Regions from separate parts of the Mus musculus genome. Here regions 2, 3, 4, 5, 6 and 7 are each linked to region 1. The links are chromatin contacts, called in public HiChIP or PLAC-seq, Micro-C and promoter capture Hi-C maps. All regions are on one chromosome and are shown on one strand. The core of a region is the stretch at or near the end of the contact, and the rest is flanking DNA. Distances in the headings are between cores, read along the strand shown. Region 1 holds the start of Osr2 (odd-skipped related 2). Region 2 overlaps Gm46515 (a long non-coding RNA gene). Region 3 holds the start of A830021M18Rik (a long non-coding RNA gene). Region 4 holds the start of Grhl2 (grainyhead like transcription factor 2). Region 5 holds the start of Pabpc1 (poly(A) binding protein, cytoplasmic 1). Region 6 holds the start of Ankrd46 (ankyrin repeat domain 46). Region 7 holds the start of Snx31 (sorting nexin 31).

Region 1 (2,700 bases), core at 55-2,554:
CCAGAGAGCTATAGTAGAAAGAGATCTACGATCATGGTGGGGGAGGAGAATTTGGTCAAGTGGGGGGGGGGCACGAAGTTTCTGCCCCTTCCCCGTGCCTCTGCCTTCCCGAAGAGTTAATTAAATTAAGGCGCCCTCCGCATAAACTGGGTTTGTCTCCGCTCCCTCCCTCTCCATTTCATTTTCTTGTTCTGTTCAAGACTGGAATTTGTGGAGCAGAGAAAGTTGCTGTCTGCACCCAGTTTCGCTTCGAAAGCAGTCAGAACTCTTTTGTTCTCTGCTCACAGGTGGGGAGACCGATCCAGCGTTGCTGCCTCCACAAACACCTTGTCCTGCCTCCTTCCTACAACCGCGACTCCATTCCGAGCTATTTCTCGACAACCCAAGCGTCTCAGCTCCTGAGAAGCTTGCCTGTTGGCCTCTGGGCGAAGACCGGAGCAGGAGGAAAAGCAAGAGGCCAGTACACGGTTGGAAAAAATAATCACCCATGACTGGACTATTCCCCTGTGAAATGCGCCTTCGGAGTCGCTGGCTTGATTGCACCGTGTGTCCCGGCCCTTCCGTGCTGAGTGCCGGAGCTGCAGTAGGAGGAAGCGTGGATCCCGCTTTCTAGAGCAGGGGAGCAATATCACGGGGTGATGGGATCTGGCCACAAAGTACGATGATCGGCCTTTATAAATCTTGCCGAATGCGTAAATCTACCAAAACCAAACTAAGGGACAGCGCACAAAAGTACAACTGAGTGTATTAGCTGGGAGTCGCGTGCAGGGACCGGAGGAGGCCAGAACACGAGGCCCGGGACTAGGGTCCGCACGGCTGCCTTTCATTTTCTGAACTTGTAGCGCTCCAGACTGAGAACCTGGGCGCCCCTTGAGCACCCACATCCCTCCCTTCCTTTGGAAGGCTACAGCCTGGCCCTGGAAAGGACACTCACCGCCAGAACCGATGTCTGCCTGGGCAGCGCGGTTCAGACTAGGTCCGGACAGCAGGACGCACAGCTTGGAAAGGTCATGAGGTCCAAACTGGGAGAACTTCTTTTTCGGCGCGTTGTCCCGGGAACCGAGAACATGATCTGGGGGAGCGAAAGCGACAGCGGTAATTGGTCTTCGGCAGTCCGTGGAAGCGGGATGTGTAAAGAGCGAGCGTGTTGGGATGAGTGCTCAGAGCTCGCCCAGATCCCGGTGCCTGGGCCAGTTTCTGACCGCGGACTGCGGGTAAAGTCGGAGCCCGCAGCCCTGCAGGGCCATCACCCTCCGGCTGCGAGCGCGCTGAGCTCCGTCCCAGCCCGCGTCCCGCCCCAGGCTGCCCCTGGCCCGGAGTCCAAGGCTTTAGTAGCGGCCCCGCCTCCCCTCGCGGCGGGCGTCCTGCAGAGGAGCAAGGCTGCAGCGCCCAGGCTCCGCCTCCAAGCCCGGCGCCCGCTAATGGTCCACTCTGTTTACTTGTGTTTGGATAGCAACTGAGTCTTAAAGGCGCAGGTTTGCTTGAGGTTTTCCCAGTTAACCCAGACACAGAGCCCAAGGTGACTCAATTCAAACCTCACACAAAGACAACGCCCATCCCCTCTTTTTGGATGACACTTTCCTCACACCGATAGAAGTCCGACTACTGGATCTTTGCTCCCCCAAGCCCGCAGAGAAGTCCAAAGGGCATTTCGTACTTTTACTCGGTTAGCTGTCGCGTCATTTTACACATCTTAACACTTTTAATATGATCATCTGCTTCAAAGGGCCAAAGCTATCAGTTTTAGATTTTGTTTTCCAGCATATACCGCCCTTCCTCCTATGTAAAACAGTTCTGCCCATACTTTTGGTCAATTGTGACTATGTGTGTAGTCTGGTTTCCTCCCTGTTTTCAAAACGAAGTTTGTTTATGAAGGTGACAATTGACTAATTTCATAATTAGTGCAGAGACATCTGGATGTTCCGGGAGAAATTTCTTTCAATATCTAAGCTTTAATCAGCTAATGTACATTTCATAAGCAGTTAACCAACTTAGGCAAAGGAGTGGGCATCTGCAATCCATTGGCAAACAATAACCTGCCCATCTGGAATGGGTGAAGAACAATCTTTTTTAAATTTTAGGAAAAAACTATTCCAGTGCCTCAAAACGTGCATTATCTTCATTCTCAGCAAAAATTGAGTTCATTGTTCAGCCGCCAGGAAAATTGATTGAATTTGACATGTACTGTTAGGTTTCTTAGTTCTCCTAAAGGTTTAGTTTTGTGAGCGTGTAAATGAGAGGGTATTACAGTCCCTCTGGAAAAGGATGTCAGGGAACGATAAGATCCACTTGAAGCAACTTCTTTTCAGACGCAACGCGCCGCCGGAACAGAACTAAGCAAACTGTCCCTCGTCCCAAACCACTTGAGGACACTTTAGCTGGTGCTTGCAGAACCATAGATCTTTTAAAGGAACTGTACAATTCAAACGTGTTTCACCAAAAGATGCTTTTCGGTCGCCCCCTCAAAGGACAATTACAATAACCTCAACTATGTGAGGAGATGGATAGGTGTAAGCAGAAAGCTACGAGCCGAGCCGAATCGTCAAAGACCAAGCAGGAAGGCAGGCAGACACTACGGAAACGATCCCATTAAGGTAAAAGCCTTTTGTTTTATTTTTGTCAAGGTGAATATTAATTTTCGTTTCTTTGGTAAAACGTAATTCAGGACTAGCAGGCCATCTTCACCAATTGTAGGTTCGC
Region 2 (2,700 bases), core at 64-2,563, 1.4 Mb before region 1:
CCCACTATAGCCCTCCTTACTCTACAAAAGTGGATTCATGAGACCTCACCTCTTCTTCATGAGTCATACAGTTACGGTCTTCTTTAAGATTTATTTTATTTTTAATTGACATGTGCTCATTCTTAAATGATGCTTTCTTTCTTTCTTTCTTTTTTTTTTTTTTTTTTTTTTTTTTGGCTTTTCGAGACAGGGTTTCTTTGTATAGCTCTGGCTGTCCTGGAACTCACTTTGTAGACCAGGCTGGCCTCAAACTCAGAAATCCACCTCCCTCTGCCTCCCGAGTGCTAGGATTAAAGGTGTGTGCCACCACGACCAGCTCAAATGATGCTTTCAACATGTTTATTTTTACTTCTTTTTCAGTTGCCATCTCTGTAATCTGACCCTTGCTTGCTCTGCTCTACCTTTCAAAAGTTCTTCCTTTTCAAGTACTCCTCCCTTTTCAAATGCTCCTCCCATTTGAAGTGCTCCTCCCTTTTCAAATGCTCCTCCCTTTTCACATGCTTCTTCCTTTTCAAATGTTCTGGCTTTTGTTTGACAGGGGTCTGAGAAGTTGGATCGTTGTGTCTTGGTATAGCTGTGTATAAACATTTTTCCTAAATGTTCAGTTACCTACAGATAACTGAGGAGTCCTTTTATTTGCTTGTAAATGTGACTTTTCTAGGTCATAGCCATCCTCTCTGCCTTGTATTTGATGCCATCTTTTAGTATATCAGAGAAAACAACTCCAGCTTAGGCTTGAGCTCAGGGAACTCTGGAAGGACACACAATGCTGGTATTATTTGCCACATCAAACGGTGTTCTTTATTCACTAACCCCTGGGCACGTTTACAAATATTTTTAAAGAATGCATTCATCGCTTACTATCTACACCAGAGAGATGGAAACCAAGCTTACTTTCTCTCTCACTTGTCTTTTAAAAGCATATTCATCCCGGTTGCCATTCAAACCGTGGAGAGAAATAAAAGCCAGTTGGTAACAGAAGCAGTTGTTTTAGACTGGGACGTAGTGATGAATCGGAATCCTTCTGTTTTCTCATTTGCGGAGCATCTGCGCTTTACCCTTATCCGTGTAAACCCCTAAGGACTTTGAGGGCTAAGTCTGATGGAGGGAGCAGTGGTATTTCCAGTTCTCCAGTTAGAAGAGGGCAGGGCAGAGGGAGAGCTCCAAGGAGAGAACTGGGGGCCACTTGGGAAGATAAAGGAACACAGTCACCGAAGCTGGCCATCATGACAGTGGCTAACACCAAGGCAGGTAAAATACAGGGCCAGGTCACAAACTGGGCAGGAGATGGGAGGGAAGTGGGGCGTGGTGGGGCGTGGCACCTGGGTGTTCCGGAGTAGTCATCTTGTTAAGCTTCTCTACAGAGAAATGAGCTCCTTCGTTCTGGGGAAACACCTGAAACCTGGGAGCAAAGTTTACACAATAGGAAGTTGTTAATGAACGGAGCCTTTCCAGGAAGTGCGTGAGGTGGAGCTTAACCCCCGGGAGAGAAGCTCGGTCGGTCGGTCGATGCTGTGACTCAGCCTCTGGCTTCATCAAGCTTCCGCCTCACCTGTCACGAGGGGGGAGGGGAGGTGGCGTTGTTTTGTAAACTTCCCAGAAATCCTTTATGGAGACATTCTTCAAAAGGGCCAAGAAGTCTAATTAGCCCTCAGCTATTAGACGCAGGGCTGCTCTAGATAGGGTATGGGGTAGAGTGTGATGACATCTGTCCACTTACCTCAGTAAACGAGACAGATAAGGTGTGGTGGCTCCATCTTTTCTGTCAACTTGACTATAGAGAGACTCTGCTAGGAGACATAAGGCTGGATGTTTCTGTGACACTGTTTCCACAGAGGTTTAACTGAGGTGGGTGGCAGCACCCCCTGAGGCAGGGCTGACTAACAGGAAAGGGGAAAGCCAGGTGAGCAGCACCCTCCCTCCCTCCTCCCTGCTTCCTGACTGGATGCAGTCTGCCAAGCCACCTTGCATCCCTGCGCCATGATGGACAGACTCTATTCCTCAAGCTGTGAGCCAGAATGAGCCCTCTCTTGCTTAAGCTGCTTTGTCAGGTAGAAAGGATTCAAAGCATACTAATAAATCTTTGGAGGAGATGCCGTTGAGGAAACAGGATTAACTTCTGAAGGGCCTCTGCACATCTCAGGAGCCCCTCATCTCTTTGTGCTGAGGGCTAGTTTCTCAAGGCGACAATCCAGCACTTCCCAGCTGATCCATGAGAGGTGAAGCAGGTGCTCTGTACAAATGTGACCTGCCTGTGACAGGGGGTGCCTAGGAGTGCGCCCAGTGATCTGGGGGAATGTGCCAAAATACACTTCTTACTGAAGGGGTATGGGCTCGGATGTACTCCAGTGTGTAGACACATTCTTGCCACATTTCAGTTTTCCTTAAAGAAGACAAACATGGACTGTTGTGGGCATACATGTTTGTAACCCTAGACTTGGAAATCTGAGGTGAGAGAGTTACCATGAGTTTGATGACAGTCAGAGCTACATAGCAAAACCTTGCTAAAACAAATGAAATTAAATTTAAACAACACAGTATAAGCGTGTGTGTGCACCCCACACACACACACGCCCCACTCCCTCCCCACACACGTGTAAGTCCCAGCTTAGGCAGGCATGGACGTGTAAGTGATACAATAAGAAGTGGTGCAGAATCCTCTTGAAATGGGAGTCTTGGTTGGACCCAAGAACAGACAAT
Region 3 (2,700 bases), core at 147-2,646, 1.4 Mb before region 1:
CTGGGTGGCAGGGTTGAGTAGGCGGGGCTGGGGGGCCGTAGCTGCAGCTGTGTCCTTGCTGCCAGAGCTCTAGTCAACTGGCTGCTGTGGAGTCAGGTCAAACAGGGAGGGAGACAGCAAGGGGGAATGTGGAGAGCTCAGGATTGTCAGGCAGCACCGCCCTGAACAGAGAGTGAGGGGCGGATGGAAAGTACGTGGTGGCGGCAGAATCAGGGGAGCAGGGAACCGGGAGTGGAGAGCAAGCAGCAAGAAAACGTGGGGTAGGGAATGGTCTACAGATCGCTAGCTAGAGAGTTGTAAAAGTTTGCTATTAAAGTTCCAGTAAACGGCCATTTAGAGTTATTCTTTGATGGGTATAGGGGCCAAATTTTAACCAGGAGACGTGCTAGCAAAGATATTCCCTTCTGGGTGAGAATAGGAGCAAGTGACTTCCCCGTTCCCCGGTGTCTCTAGTACAAATGTGATAGCTAGAAACAGAGGCAGCCAAAACAGATCACCAGCCACGCAGTGAACTAGCAGCTGAGCTGCGGGACCAGTGCACGAGCTGTGTGTGGGGCTCAGAGCCTGAGGGAGGATGGTTTGCCTAAGCGTAGGATTTTTTCAGCAGTGTGCAAGAGAAGCCAAGAGAAAAACCGTCAGAGAAAGAGAGACAGAGACAGAGAGAGCACTCACCCAGGGGTAGAGGTCCGAGAACGAAGCATCAGTAAGAAGACCAGGACACCACGGGGTGGCTGCAAGCTCAACAGCCCTCCCTTGGGACCAGAGGGCGTTTATGCTGACCAGTGAGAGTAGGGAGCTTTACCAATTCTCCAGTGCTTGGGTGGAGAGGTCTAGCAAGAGATCCATCCCATGGCTGCAAAGTCCATGTGGCAGCACGGAAATATGAGCTCATGCAACCTGTGAGTTTCTAAATCCCAGGCACAGCACCCGTGTTGGTAGAGGCGCTGTATGGTGGGTGAGGTGGAAGGGCTGCCTCCACAGGCCCCCGCTGAGGCATCCCCTCCCCCTGAGGCATGGTATGGAGTTTATTTAGGGCATGGGGAAGGTGGGAGGCAGAGAAAGGCGGGAGGTGGGGAGAGGAGAGGGAGAAGCAGGCCAGGAACACATGGGGAGAGGAAGGGGGGAGCGGGAGAAGGGGCAGGTAGTAAGAAAGAGGATCAGACAGCGAGGAAGAGACATGCAGACCCTTTTAGAGTGAGCCAGGCATACCTGGCTATTGCCAGGTCATGCCAACAGTAACTTCTGCTCTTTAGCAGCCTGTAGTGACATTAATTCTCTTTACATTTAGACAATTTAAGTGTCTAAAGATTGGTGACCCAACCAGGAGAGCAATAGCAAAGCATTATATGGCAAGCATTTGTACCACACTCCCTTGTGACATAGCCCAGCCCATCAAAGGTCTGTACCACACCCTCTTGTGACATAGCCCAGCCCATCAAGTACCAGCATCCTCCCAGGTGTATGTTAGCTTCCTCCAGCTGTGGGCCGCGTTGGGTGCCAGAAGTGCTTCTCTGTCCTCTGTTTCCTCCCTCAGGGTGTCCAGGCACCAGGCTTGAAGGATGAAGTGGAGTCTGGAACAGGTTGGGACTGGCTCTCAGTCCAGCTGAACTCACATGTGGGCATGGGGTGGAGGGCTTCACCAAGGAAGGCCTTCTCTGGCGATTTTAGTCTTACAGCTCTTTTAGATGACTCCCAATGAAGTGGCTCTTAGATGGTCTTCAGTGAAATAGCTGGTGCTCACTTACTTTATTTGGGTGGACAAGGGCTGTATATGAACTTTGGAGAGTGGAGAGGAGTTTTCAGGGTGAATGTTGATGACTGGCTGGAGCTCAGTGAACTGGGAACGCCTCTTTTGTGTGGAAAAGCTCTCCAGGAATCCCAGGTATTTGCTGGGCAGGTTCTTATGGGGTGTAGGGAGAGGAATTTGTAGGTTTGCCAAGGACCCCATTACCTTCCTCAGGTAGAGGATGGGGGGGTAGTCAGAGAAGTGGAAGCCCTGCTAGAAAAAGGGAATTCTCCATTTTGTGCTGAGCTCAGAGGAGCTACACAAAACATGGGGATGTTCCATTAGCTGAATGTTGCTAGAGGAGTGATCTTACACGCGTTCGCAACCGGCCAGGAAAGACGCAACAAACCAGAATCTTCTGCGGCAAAGCTTTATTGCTTACTCAGGAGCAAGAGAGGAAGAGCGCGGCAGAGAGAGGCAGAGAGGAAGAGAGAGAGAGAGAGACACAGAGAGACGCAGAGAGAGAGGCAGAGAGAGGGGCAGAGAGGGAGAGAGGCAGAGAGCAGAGGAAGAGAGCAGAGGAAAAGACGAAGAGGCGAAGAGATGAAGAGAAGAAGAAACGAAGAGACGAAGAGGCGAAGAGAAAGAGTGCCAGAACCCCGTCCCTTTTAAGGAGAATTATCCTCCGCCTAGGACGTGTCGCTCCCTGATTGGCTGCAGCCCATTGGCCCAGTTGTCATCACAAAAAAGGCAGAGCACATGGCGGGAAAACTGCCCCTGCACATGTGCAGATTATTTACTACTTAGAACACAGCTGTCAGCGCCATCTTATAATGGCAAATGTGAGTGCGGCTCCCCACAGAGTGAAGCCCAAAGACTTGTGTCAAGGTGCTCATGAGTCCAGCATGGGACAGTCTGGGAAAGCCGGAGTTTATGGAGTTTATAGGTCAGTGGTCTCCAGAGGTTGGCAGATG
Region 4 (2,700 bases), core at 30-2,529, 1.9 Mb before region 1:
ATGCTCCCCCACCCCCTTGCCCTCGACAGCCTCGGCGAAGGCCGATCGAGCCCCACGCCCGAGGTGGCGGCCTCCGAACAGTGGGCCGCGCGGTCACCGGACGCGTATGAGCCAGAGACGTCGGGGCGCAGGGAGACCGGCCCAAGTGTGGGCACCCCTTCGTACTCGGCCTCAAAATCAGTCCCCCATTCCCGAGAGGTCCTGTCCCGCACCTGCGCGAGGTGACTGGCCACTGCGTGGGCTGCGGGAAGGAGCGAGGCGCGGGCACACCCACGGACCCGCCATCGCGGCCTGCCCGCTCCTCCGTCCCGTCGGAGACCCGCGCTGGGGCGCACATGCACCCCGGGTCGCCGCAGTGGGGAAGATGGCCGTGTCTGCAATCGCATAAAAGGCCTTTGTTGAGCGCACACAAAAGAGGCCCAGACCGCTTTTCCAGCAGGCCCTTTGGCCTAATCGAAGGAAGTCGACTGAACTTCCAACCGGCCCAGGAAGTCTGAGGCTGGGGAGCACCTCCAGGCAAGGGGGTTAACTACAGGCCTCCCGCCACCATCTGCCAAAACCTCAATCAGTGCCCAAGGGTCCGTTGGTCGGGGCAGTGGGAGCTGAGCTCATTCGTCGGGGAGGAAGCAAAGAAAACCCACGTTTACTTGCAAGGCCCCAAAACGGGTTTTAAACATTCACGTTCGAGTAGGGTCTCTCCCCTGAATCGGGGTAGAAATAATCCGAGAGGGTCTGGATACACCAAAAAGAAAAAAGTAAAAAGAGAGGAAAAAAATACAAAATCAAAATCCAACAATAGCGACTTAAAAAACAAAAACAAAAACAAAAAAAACAAAAACACAACAAACCAGTTGCCATCAGCCCAAAGGGGCAGCGGCAGCCGCCGCCGGCGCGTGCGACCCACTTACTTGTCCGACTCTTGTGACATGTTTGATCCAATGAACTCGCTCCCCTTTTCCTGGAGCCTCAGCCTCTGGTGAAACTGGACTTTCAAGTCTGTGCAGGTGAAGGTGTGTGAGAGCGCCCGAGATGGCAGAACAAGAGCTACAGGTAATTCTGCTTTCGTCCCCCCTCACCACTCTCGCTCGCCCGCTCGCTCGCGCCCTCACCTAGCCGGAAAGGTGGGATGGGGGGAGGGAGCCCTCACATGGGGCCCGCGCTCGGAGGCGGCCCGGCGGCGCGGAGTCCTCCCGGATCGCTGCAATGGGCAGACACAGAGCGCAAAGTGGCGGACTTGGGCGGCCACAGGTAACTTTCTCGCAAGGCGCTGAATTCTTTCACTAAAGGGTACAAGCCCGAGGGCCGAGCTGCGCGGTGATTGGCTGCGGTGCTCCCTCAGGTGAGCTGCCATTGGCAGAGGCGCGCTCAGGTAAGGCCCTTCTCCAAGTGCAGGTCACTCACTGCGAAGTTTACCTGAGTGGAGCGGTGGCACGCTGGAGACTCTGCGAGCTGACTTCTACCCACTTTTGGCTTTCTTCCCTGACTAGGGGCAGGGTAGAGGTGATGGGAGAGACGGAGCGGGGAGCGCCACTACAGACACTAGGTACCGTGGGTCAAACCGAAGGACGACAGAATGCTGAACCCAGAAATCAACAAGCCACCCGGAACCAAATGGCCAGTTCACCACCTGCCACTTGACACTCGCGGGACGAAAACTGTGTGGCGGGCAGAAGAGTCAGGGAACTAGAGTTACGCTATGCTGAGTGGGAAAGGAACGGATTGCCGGGTCTCTTGCGTAATTGCATTGTTAGCATTCTTATCCACAACAAACTCTTCTCCTGCTCTGATGCATAGAAGATAGCAGGTCGTTTTCAGTTTTCAACTAGTCGAGCGACCTTTCCTGAACTGGATCTATGAAGTGCGGCGTGGCTTTAATGGAGAAAGGAGATTCGGTTGAATAGACTCTTAAGGTGGCCCGGGCGCACCTCTTGCATCTCTCCGCAGCCTGGGATTCCTGCGCTGCGGAACAACTACTGCATCTGTTCCATAAGCCTGTCGCCCGTTGACATTTCTAGGCAAGCATCAACATTTACATTGTAATTCAATAGAAGCAGCTACTACAAAGGCTCTTTATCCTTGCAGTTTAATATGGTTGCCAGGGGAACAACGCAGGATGAAAGTGACTTGTTTGTGTGGGTTCTCTTCTGGTCCGGAACAGTGCGAAGTAGCCAGGTGTCATTTATAATCGCTGCTACGAGAATTAAGTATTTGTGGGAGTTCTGACAGGGATCTAGCCCATACATGAGCGTGGTGGAAATACAGGAGGGTATGGAAAGCTTTGCCACATTTATGTCAAGTCAACACTGGAGCACTGGAGCTGTCAGATTTGACACAACTTCTGTATTAAACCTTTGCAGGTCACATGATTTGGGGGAATTAAATTACGGCACTAGGTTTGGTTGTTCTTTATTTCCACTCTTAGCAACTGACTTTAACGATTCTATTTTATTTTAGATAATAACATAAGCACCCATACAGGTACTTTTTAGAAACAATATATTTTTAACACAGTTTGAACACGGTATCCGTGTGCACCTTACTTTCTTTTTCCCTCCTCTAGAGACAGTCACATTCCGCCGATGCCGGGTGGGTGGGCGGGTGGCTCTGTGGCTTGCCCCCTGTTGTGCGCATCTCCTGATGCATCAACGTTGTGGTTTGAACACTTGCTACTCGTTATGAGCTGCTAACTCCTCTACTCTT
Region 5 (2,700 bases), core at 79-2,578, 1.3 Mb before region 1:
GAGAAGAGTTATAACTAATTTACACTAGGCAATAGGCTAGGCTAACGATCATTGAAGAGCTGAGCAGTCATTTAACTTCTGACACCATTAACGGTAAAAATAGTACTATTTGCTTCACTTCCCACACATCATTGTCAAAGGATGTTTATAGAGGACTTCAAAAACTGTAAAACCTACTAAAGTGGAGTTTTTGGGTTGATGTAATGTCATTTCTACGAGTTGATATATTTGTGCCTATCAATCATTTATATTAATCCCCAAACCCTGGCATCCAAGAGCTAGATTAGGGTGGCCCTGACCTCAGAGATCTGCAAACCCCTCCTGCCTTTCCAAAGCTGGGTTAAAGGCGTGGGCACCACGCCTGGTGAAGTGGGTTAAAAGCGTGGCCAACCACGCCTAGTTAAGCAGGCTATCCAGGTTTGTTTGGGTAAGAGTGACAGATACCGAGTAATTATGAGAAACGCATACTTTAAAGGAAAAAAAATTTTTTTTTCGAGTCCTTTTTACCACTGTAAAAAATGTAGGAAGTGGCTAAGTGATTCCAACAGAACATCTTAAGCGCCAGACTCCCAACTGCCTTTATCCCATCCCCTCCCCTCCCCCTCGTCGGGGCCGCGGACCCGTGCTGGGTCACGCCCGGGACGGTTGGGGTCCGGTTGAGGTCAGCCAGCCCGCGGCCGTTGAGAACTCCAGCTCCCGGCAGGCACCGCTTCCGCGGCCCACGCGCGTGGCGGCGCTGCCCGCTGGGACTCGTAGTGCGGTCCGGGTAGGAGAACGAGGCAGTTACCCTGCCTCCTTCCGCGCACACCTAGGAAACCCGGCCGGCAAGGCTCACGCCCGCCCACCCGTTTCCAGCGCCGCTCGGGGGTGGGGGGCTAGCGAAGCAGAACCTCAGCCGGGGCGGAGGGAAGAGGCCGCCACTAGACGCGCACGTGGGGGGCGGTTGGCGCCCAGAAACCCGGAAGCCCCGCGCGCTGCCCACCCGCTGCGCTGACGGGTTAACGCTCTTTCGGGCGGGGGCGGGGCGTGTGCGCAAGGGGCGTGACCAGCGGCCGCGCCGAGGCCGCCCACTGGCCGTCCCGCCCTTTCCTGGCTTTGCGCAGCGGGAAGTCGGCCCCTGGCTGTGGCGCCTGCGCAGAAGCCCCGCCCCGCCTCGGGCCCAACCCCCACGCCCGCAGCAGCGGCAGCCGCCGCCACCTCTCCCTTCCTCTGCGCTTTCCTCCGCCTCCTCCGGCGCCGTCGCTCGCGTAGGGCCCTGGCGTCAGACGCGCGTGGGCGGGGCGAGTGCGGCGGGGGGTATAAGTAGAGGGTGCAGGAGGCGGTGCTTCCCCTTCTCCCCGGCGGTTAGTGCTGAGAGTGCGGAGTGTGTGCTCCGGGCTCGGAACACACATTTATTATTAAAAAATCCAAAAAAAATCTAAAAAATCCTTTGAAAAAACCCAAAAAAAATTTACAAAAAAATCCGCGTCTCCCCCGCCGGAGACTTTTATTTTTTTTCTTCCTCTTTTATAAAATAACCCGGTGAAGCAGCCGAGACCGACCCGCCCGCCCGCGGCCCCGCAGCTCCAAGCAGGAACCCAGAGACCGAGGCCTTCCTGCCGCCCGGACCCAGCACCGCCAGCCTCGCTCCCCCGGTTCCACGGCCGTTGAGTACGCGTCGATTCCGGTTGAATTTTGTCCCTCTGCGCTCGCCCCCGCTCCCCTCCCCCCGGCTCCGTCCCCCGGCCCCGCACTCGCTCTCCTCCTCTCACGGGAAAGGTCGCGGCCTGCGGCCCCGCGGGCAGCCGTGCCGAGATGAACCCCAGCGCCCCCAGCTACCCCATGGCCTCTCTGTACGTGGGGGACCTGCACCCCGACGTGACCGAGGCGATGCTCTACGAGAAGTTCAGCCCGGCCGGGCCCATCCTCTCCATCCGGGTCTGCAGGGACATGATCACCCGCCGCTCCTTGGGCTACGCGTACGTGAACTTCCAGCAGCCGGCGGACGGTGAGCGGCAGGCCGGAGGGTGGCGGGCGGGCGGCCATGCGGCCGGGGCGGCGGGCCTAGCGGGGCGGGCGAGGGGGCGGGAGGGCACGGCGCCGCAGCCCCTCGCGGGCCGGCACTTCCTCCTCTGCGACCATTTTCTCGCCATCGGTCGCTCTCAAACTTTAGGGCGATGACGCGCCCGGAGGGTGGTTGAGATAGCCTTCACCGCGCTCCCGCCACAAGCTGTGGGATTCGGGGGTTTCGAGTACCCTCCTGGAGCGGCGGGTGGAGGTACCCCTCCATCCCCTGCCCTGGCCCGGCAGTCAGGCCGGGGAGGAAGTACGATTCAGTGTTGGGAAATACCACGTGTTGAACCCTGTAACCTCACAGGCCCGAGGCCTGTTCCTGCCGGTGGCTCAATCGCTGGGAGGAGCCCTAGGCTTTAGAAGAAAGTTAAATAGGGTGATGCCTGGTGGTGGTGGTCCTTAGGGTCGTAAGCTCGTTCCTAATAGCACATCTCTGACCTGTGGACCAGGAAAGGCACCTTATACCATATATAATTGCTTGGGGTTTTCCCTAGATGAAGTATTCTTTAACCATGCCGTGGAGGAGGGGATGTGGAAGACTCTAGGGCACCAGACTCCTTGGCTCATTTTCAAACAAATTAGATCTTAAGTTTAATAGAAGTCGTTATTTAATGTATACATATGTATATTTTTTCTAAAATAGCACCT
Region 6 (2,700 bases), core at 137-2,636, 1.2 Mb before region 1:
CACAGTCCATTTCCTTAATCTCCTCAGAGGAAGAAAAAAAGCTGCCTTCACAGTCCTTACATTTTCCCCATTGATCAGAAGCCATAATTCGTGAAGAAGAAAAGATAAATTAGAATACAATCAATAAACTCTCAAGTTGTTTGATACACCAACCGGGGAAGAATAAATTGTAAGAATAGAATTATCATTTAAATTACCCAATGATTTGGCACAGTGCATGGGCATATATGAAGATATTATGGACTTAGCCACTGACAAATTGATTAATGTATCCCCAATTTACAGAATATTTATAGTCAGTCACTGCACAAGTAAATGTTAAATAGCTAAAGATGATTGGCAGCCCTGGGGATGGCTGAGCTCACCCTGCCCTGGTGTGTGGCCTGTGTGTGTATATGTGCACAGGCCCATGCATTCACAAACATGAGTGTGCAAACACTTAACATGCACTTGCACATGGAGACCAGAGGTCAGCCTCAGGTGACATACCTTAAGAGCCAATCATCTTGATTTTTTTTTGAGAGGACTCTCATTAAAGCCCATGAATAGCCCAGGCTGGCAGACTGGTCAGGGGGACCACTGAGACCCAGCTATCTCCTACTAGCCAGAACTTGGATTACCACATGCCAGCATGCTTGGCTTTTTATGTGGGTTCTGGGGTGACTTCAGGACCTTATGCTTGCAATGCAGGTCCTTTACCAACTGAGCTATCTCTCCAGCCTTCTTATAATCCTTAAATGAAAGGAATATGAGGTTTCCTTAAGCCAGGCAATACTCCTATACATCTATTTGACATTGCCGGGGGCTGGGGGCGGGAGGACGACTTAGATGTAATTCTTGAACAGACAACACCCTACAGGGTCATCTGGTGGGTTGGATGATACTAGAATTTGTAGAACAGTGTTTAAAAGAAGTCACCTTGGCTATATGACTGGAGTTGAGAGAGAGAGAGAGAGATAGAGAGAGAGAGAGAAGCTCTGTGAAAGAATGTTCCATATATGGGTGTATCATCATTTTCACATGTCATGATAAGTCAAGGAACCCTTATAAGTGGGTGTAAGCATTCACTCTGAATAATAACTCGGCAGGATTATAGCTTAGAGTAGACTTGTCAGCCATTATTTGCTAACTTGTGGATTCAGATTTTAAACACCTCCCCTGCAGCCCTAAACTAATAAATTAATGCGCGTGGCACTTAATATATTTGTTTCTGCCTTTTAAATTTCTACTTAGTTGAGGGAATGGGATGTATGTTTTTTAAAAGGGGTGAATGTGCGCGATGCTGGCTAGAGGCCGAACCGCCATGAGAGCCTCCCGCCTGCAGGGGGCGCGCCGCCGCGGGGTGCGAGGCCGCTCTGCCCTCGCGAGCTCCACCTCTGTGGTCGTCCGCGCCCCGCCTGTCGCCGCTGGAGAGGAGGAGCTGCTGCCATCACTGCTGCCGCGGGCGCAGGTACCAGGGCCGGGGCCGTGGGCAGCAGCTGGGCGGGAGCCGGTGACAGCTCCTCTGAGGGCCGTGGAGCCCGGCGCGGGTCCGAGCGGCTTCCGCGCGGGCGATGCTGGCAGGAGGGCCCGGGTCAGGCCTGGGAGCTTGCGCGGATGATGCCCGCGGGTATTCGCGGGTCTCAGGCAGCCCACGCCCCAGCCCGATGGCGGCGTCCTTCCCAGGCAGGGATTCAAAGCATAGCTAGGAATTGTCAACACCTTAGCGGTTCACGAGGAGACCGAAGCCCGGGCGTGCGTGGGCGCTGTGGAGGTGCGTGTGATCTGTCCGGACTGTCACACTGCCCAGGGTATCCGCGGAGAGAAAAGATTTGCACACTTTGCGCTTAGGCCTCAGGTGATCATGAACTTTCACACTTGACACGCGTCGTTAAAACGCAGTTGCTTCCTCTCCGGATTTCCCAACAACCGTCTTAGGGAGAAGACATTTATTTTAACAGCGTTCCACAGACTCTAGAATTGGCTGCGGAATGTAATAAGTGTGTGTTATTGAAGAGTAAATAACACTGCCCACTCTTCAGAACGTGGCATTAGTACTTAGGCGCTTCCCAAGGTGCCATCAGTGGTGTGGTGATTTTTCATGTTACAGTAACAGCTGGCTATCTTCATGTCAGATATTGTGCCTAATGGTCCTTTTTAAAATCTTTGCAACAACCCTGACAAGTACCATCTCTGATTTGCAGATAAAGAAGCTGAGGCACAGAGTCTTAAGTCAACCTGTCCAAGCCCAGACAGTTGGCAGACTAAGTGGGACCGGAGACGCCCAAGACTTCACGCCAGCATCCCTTTACCTTGCAAAGGTAGTAGTGTTCCTTAAGATTTTTGTTTATTGATAGAATTCGTAGCCTGAACTGGTTTCTCTTAGACTTATGCTTATGGAGTATGCAAGAGCCTGTGCCACTGTCCTTTTAGTTTCAAGGGAGTTTAATGAGAAATGCATTTGTTCTTTAAGCCTTGTAGTGATAATAAAGTTAAATGTCCTGGATTCTTACTGTTTCAGCATAGGTTGATTTGATGGAGGAGTGCGTCTGTGATTGTCTATCCACATTAGCTGTGTGTTGGTTAGTTGTATTTTCACAGCAGTTCTAGTGAGTGTACCTTGCACACATAGCATTCTGCCAAGCAGAAAGATTCCCCGACTCCTACAAGAAGCTAGTGTCTCACAGGATACCAGAGAGACGTGGGAGAGAACTGCTACGT
Region 7 (2,700 bases), core at 169-2,668, 1.3 Mb before region 1:
AACTGGGGTTATAGACAGCTGTGAGCTGTCATGTAGGTGCTGGGAATTGAACCCATGTTCTCTAGAAGAGCAGTGTGCTCTTACTCTGGCCTGTTTCTCCAGGTTTCCAAATGTGGTCCTTGAAGAGGAGGTCTCTGGGCATTGGTGAGAGCGTCAGACCACTTCCTTTTTTTCCCTGCTTGACCACTTTCAAATTCTGCAGTCAGGAGATCAATAACGCTGGTGCGAAGCTGACTCTTCTTTTGTTCCTTCCCGTCCCCTGGTCCCCTGTCGGAGGTGCCGCTCAGTCTGTTGACAGACAACTCACAGATGTACCCAGAGGTTTAGCTCCTAGGTGATTCTAAATCCCACCAAGTTCACAATCAGTTTTTACCATATTCACAAGTTAATAGAATTAATCAATATCAACAGTGAAAAACCAAGAAGTCGGTGAAAGATTCTGGGAACAAAGATTCCTAAGAACCCAGCCACGGAGAGCGGTATCTACTCAAGAACAGGGCTTCCCCAGGTAAGAGAGACCCAGGCCACATCCATGTTTTAAATTTCCTATAATGAGAGAAAGAAGACTTAAAAAACAAGAATAAGACAACAAGCCACTTCCAATCAAAAAAATAAAAATCATATGTACAAAACAGCAACAATAAACCATCAAAGCAGTGTTACATATGGACTGCACACCATGATACATTTTAAAAAGGTTAAGACAAAAACAAAACAAGAAACAAACAAAAAAACCCTGAGCCTAATGCTCCTGTGATAGGGTACTTCCAAGGTATACCTCCTTTCCCCTTTCTAATCTTAATCCACAGTATACTGTAGCCAGCGCTGGGGTGATGGGAAACTCCCAAATCATCAAGGCACCCTCCGTAGAAAATGCCAGGAGATCCGGTATGAGGCGGATCTGAATGCCATCTCATCCCCCTCACTCTGGAAGTGGACATTCTGTTGGTCACAGACAGGAGACCTGGCCCCTGAAGTGGCCCCTGGAGAAGCTCTGTTTCCTTAGGCAAGCTGCCTGGCTCTGATGATTTGGGGCAGGGTTGGATCAGTGACTTTCTGGCAGCTGTATAAAATGTTCATGTGGCTAGAGACAGGATTCTTAACTTTTGTGGGCTGAGCTCTCTGAAAATGAATTCGACACTGTCCCTCCCTCCCTGCACCACAGAGGCACGTTTTCCTCCTCAAAAGTCTCTAAAATTCCAGCCTCTGGCCTCCAGGGTGACCCTGGCCTGAGATCTGGCATCCCTGAGGTCCCTCTGAACCCTGATTGTGTGCGCACGTCTCTAGTCCAGCCTGAGAATCAGGCTGAGGTTTAGTGGAGGGAGCGGGGCGGGGCGGAGCGGGGCGGGGTGGGGCGGAGCCAGGCGCAGACCCCGCCCACCCGCAGACCCAAGGCAGGAGTGGGAGCTCAGGACCCAGCCCAGACTCTAGGCGGCAGGTCCTGTTCTCCACGCTGTCCCTGGTCATCGCCAGAGCCATGAAGATGCACTTCTGCATCCCGGTGTCCCAGCAGCGGCCAGACGCGCTGGGGGGCCGCTACGTGGTGCGTCTGGGGCCCGGGGTCGGTTGGGTGGGGAGGGGCTCGGTGACCCTGGGCACCTCCTACCCCAGTCCTCATCCTCGCCTAGGATAACAGGCGGGTGTCTGTGCTTTCAGTTGTACTCCGTGTACCTGGACGGGTTCCTCTTCTGCAAAGTACGCTACAGCCAGCTGCACCGCTGGGATGAACAGGTGAGCTTGGATTGTGTTACTCTGAAAGACATTGGACTGTGTGTGTGTGGGTGTGGTGGTGGTGGTGGTGGTGGTAGAGGAGGAGGGCTGGCTACAGGCTCCTGATTTGTGAACTATAGGCACTCTTTAAATCCCAGAGCTATCTCCTATACCAACATCTTCAACTTCAGGTCAGCCTTATAACATGAACAAGACCATAATGACCAGTTGCAGAGTAATAGCCTTCCTCTAGCCTCTTGCGCTCAGAGCCCTCAGACCTATCCCAGAGTAGAGTCAACTGGGACAAGTGTGCTTTGTACAGCTTCTAGTTCTAACACGGTCTTATCTGGCCCACCTTTCCAAGTCCCTTTGTTAGCAAACCCAAGACTCATGAGCTACATCGATACAGATTGGCTTGTGGTAGTCAGAAAGTGTCACAAGACTCAAAAGCATCTTATGCAATCTAGGGGGGGTTTCTGGGAGACTGACTGGGGCTTGGGAAGGGACTGGTCCAGGAGCTGTCTTCCAAGCAGAGGATGTGACAGTGGCAGATAGGAACAGGGGGTGTAAATAGGCAAAGAGGAAGAAGATAAAAGTCAGGCAGGGTGGCACATTCCTGTAGTCCTAGCCCATGGAAGACTGAGGTGAGGGATAGAGAAATCAAGACCAGCCTGGGCTACACAGACTTGTCTCAGACCTAAAAGAAAAGAGTGTGAGGGGGCTGGTGAGATGGCTCAGTGGGTAAGAGCACCCGACTGCTCTTCCGAAGGTCCAGAGTTCAAATCCCAGCAACCACATGGTGGCTCGCAACCATCCGTAACAAGATCTGACTCCCTCTTCTGGTGTGTCTGAAGACAGCTACAGTGTACTTACATAAAATAATAAATAAATCTAAAAAAAAAAAAAAAAAAAAAAAGAAAAGAGTGTGAGGTGGATAGGAAAACCAGATTAGCTCAGAATGATGGGGGAGCTGGGGAGGCCAGCACCTGG

What was found. Promoter capture Hi-C pulls out the DNA fragments that hold promoters and counts their contacts. Hi-C and Micro-C count contacts between places; a contact is called where the count stands out from the background. HiChIP or PLAC-seq counts read pairs in DNA pulled down with a chosen protein or histone mark. Capture Hi-C pulls out chosen DNA fragments and counts their contacts.
Region 2: a contact with region 1 is called in an HNF4G HiChIP or PLAC-seq map of pancreatic cancer cells. The contact joins the enhancer-like site here to the promoter of Osr2 in region 1. A contact is called at or near these places in 2 of 39 promoter capture datasets (hippocampal neurons and liver), 1 of 484 Hi-C or Micro-C datasets (uterus) and 3 of 115 datasets of contacts at active chromatin or transcription factors (astrocytes, embryonic stem cells and pancreatic cancer cells).
Region 3: a contact with region 1 is called in a promoter capture Hi-C map of liver, with 2.9 times the contacts expected there. The contact joins the promoter of A830021M18Rik here to the promoter of Osr2 in region 1.
Region 4: a Micro-C map of embryonic stem cells shows a contact between it and region 1, with 9 times the contacts expected there. The contact joins the promoter of Grhl2 here to the promoter of Osr2 in region 1. A contact is called at or near these places in 3 of 39 promoter capture datasets (cranial neural crest, embryonic stem cells and liver) and 2 of 484 Hi-C or Micro-C datasets (both in embryonic stem cells).
Region 5: a promoter capture Hi-C map of adipose tissue shows a contact between it and region 1, with 2.3 times the contacts expected there. The contact joins the promoter of Pabpc1 here to the promoter of Osr2 in region 1. A contact is called at or near these places in 3 of 39 promoter capture datasets (hippocampal neurons, liver and pre-B cells), 2 of 484 Hi-C or Micro-C datasets (both in uterus), 1 of 115 datasets of contacts at active chromatin or transcription factors (astrocytes) and 1 of 9 other capture datasets (adipose tissue).
Region 6: a contact with region 1 is called in an H3K27ac HiChIP or PLAC-seq map of embryonic stem cells, with 4 times the contacts expected there. The contact joins the promoter of Ankrd46 here to the promoter of Osr2 in region 1. A contact is called at or near these places in 6 of 39 promoter capture datasets (the 3T3-L1 cell line, hippocampal neurons, liver and 2 more), 2 of 484 Hi-C or Micro-C datasets (cerebellum and uterus), 6 of 115 datasets of contacts at active chromatin or transcription factors (astrocytes, embryonic forebrain, embryonic stem cells and 3 more) and 1 of 9 other capture datasets (adipose tissue).
Region 7: a promoter capture Hi-C map of embryonic stem cells shows a contact between it and region 1, with 2.9 times the contacts expected there. The contact joins the promoter of Snx31 here to the promoter of Osr2 in region 1. A contact is called at or near these places in 5 of 39 promoter capture datasets (embryonic stem cells, hippocampal neurons, liver and 1 more), 3 of 115 datasets of contacts at active chromatin or transcription factors (astrocytes, embryonic forebrain and embryonic stem cells) and 1 of 9 other capture datasets (adipose tissue).

What each region holds. Positions count from the first base shown.
Region 1 is chr15:35,294,702-35,297,401 of GRCm38.p6, reverse strand. Osr2 (odd-skipped related 2) reads right to left here and starts at 1,304. Exons shown (of 4, transcript NM_001368665.1): 1 at 935-1,304. Gm52178 (a long non-coding RNA gene) reads left to right here and starts at 1,368. Exons shown (of 3, transcript XR_003951500.1): 1 at 1,368-2,594.
Region 2 is chr15:36,687,259-36,689,958 of GRCm38.p6, reverse strand. All of the region lies in intron 1 of Gm46515 (a long non-coding RNA gene), which reads left to right. Among named protein-coding and RNA genes, the nearest start is that of Gm46515, 7.2 kb to the left of the region's middle. Within about 2 kb of position 1,313, at least 110 of the 459 cell types and tissues checked have an H3K27ac peak or open chromatin away from gene starts, as enhancers often do. A contact at or near this core is called in embryonic stem cells, pancreatic cancer cells and uterus, where this site is marked.
Region 3 is chr15:36,724,941-36,727,640 of GRCm38.p6, reverse strand. A830021M18Rik (a long non-coding RNA gene) reads right to left here and starts at 1,396. Exons shown (of 3, transcript XR_875150.3): 1 at 673-1,396. The region is part of intron 1 of Gm41297 (a long non-coding RNA gene); the gene reads left to right.
Region 4 is chr15:37,231,615-37,234,314 of GRCm38.p6, reverse strand. Grhl2 (grainyhead like transcription factor 2) reads right to left here and starts at 1,279. Exons shown (of 16, transcript NM_026496.4): 1 at 909-1,279. The coding sequence starts at 928. Gm16136 (predicted gene 16136) reads left to right here and starts at 1,156. Exons shown (of 2, transcript NR_155442.1): 1 at 1,156-1,339; 2 at 1,488-2,394.
Region 5 is chr15:36,607,601-36,610,300 of GRCm38.p6, reverse strand. Pabpc1 (poly(A) binding protein, cytoplasmic 1) reads left to right here and starts at 1,328. Exons shown (of 15, transcript NM_008774.3): 1 at 1,328-1,987. The coding sequence starts at 1,795.
Region 6 is chr15:36,495,477-36,498,176 of GRCm38.p6, reverse strand. Ankrd46 (ankyrin repeat domain 46) reads left to right here and starts at 1,386. Exons shown (of 5, transcript NM_175134.4): 1 at 1,386-1,450; 2 at 2,184-2,300.
Region 7 is chr15:36,554,291-36,556,990 of GRCm38.p6, reverse strand. It overlaps Snx31 (sorting nexin 31), which reads left to right and starts at 1,418. Exons shown (of 14, transcript NM_001347022.2): 1 at 1,418-1,543; 2 at 1,657-1,731. The coding sequence starts at 1,478.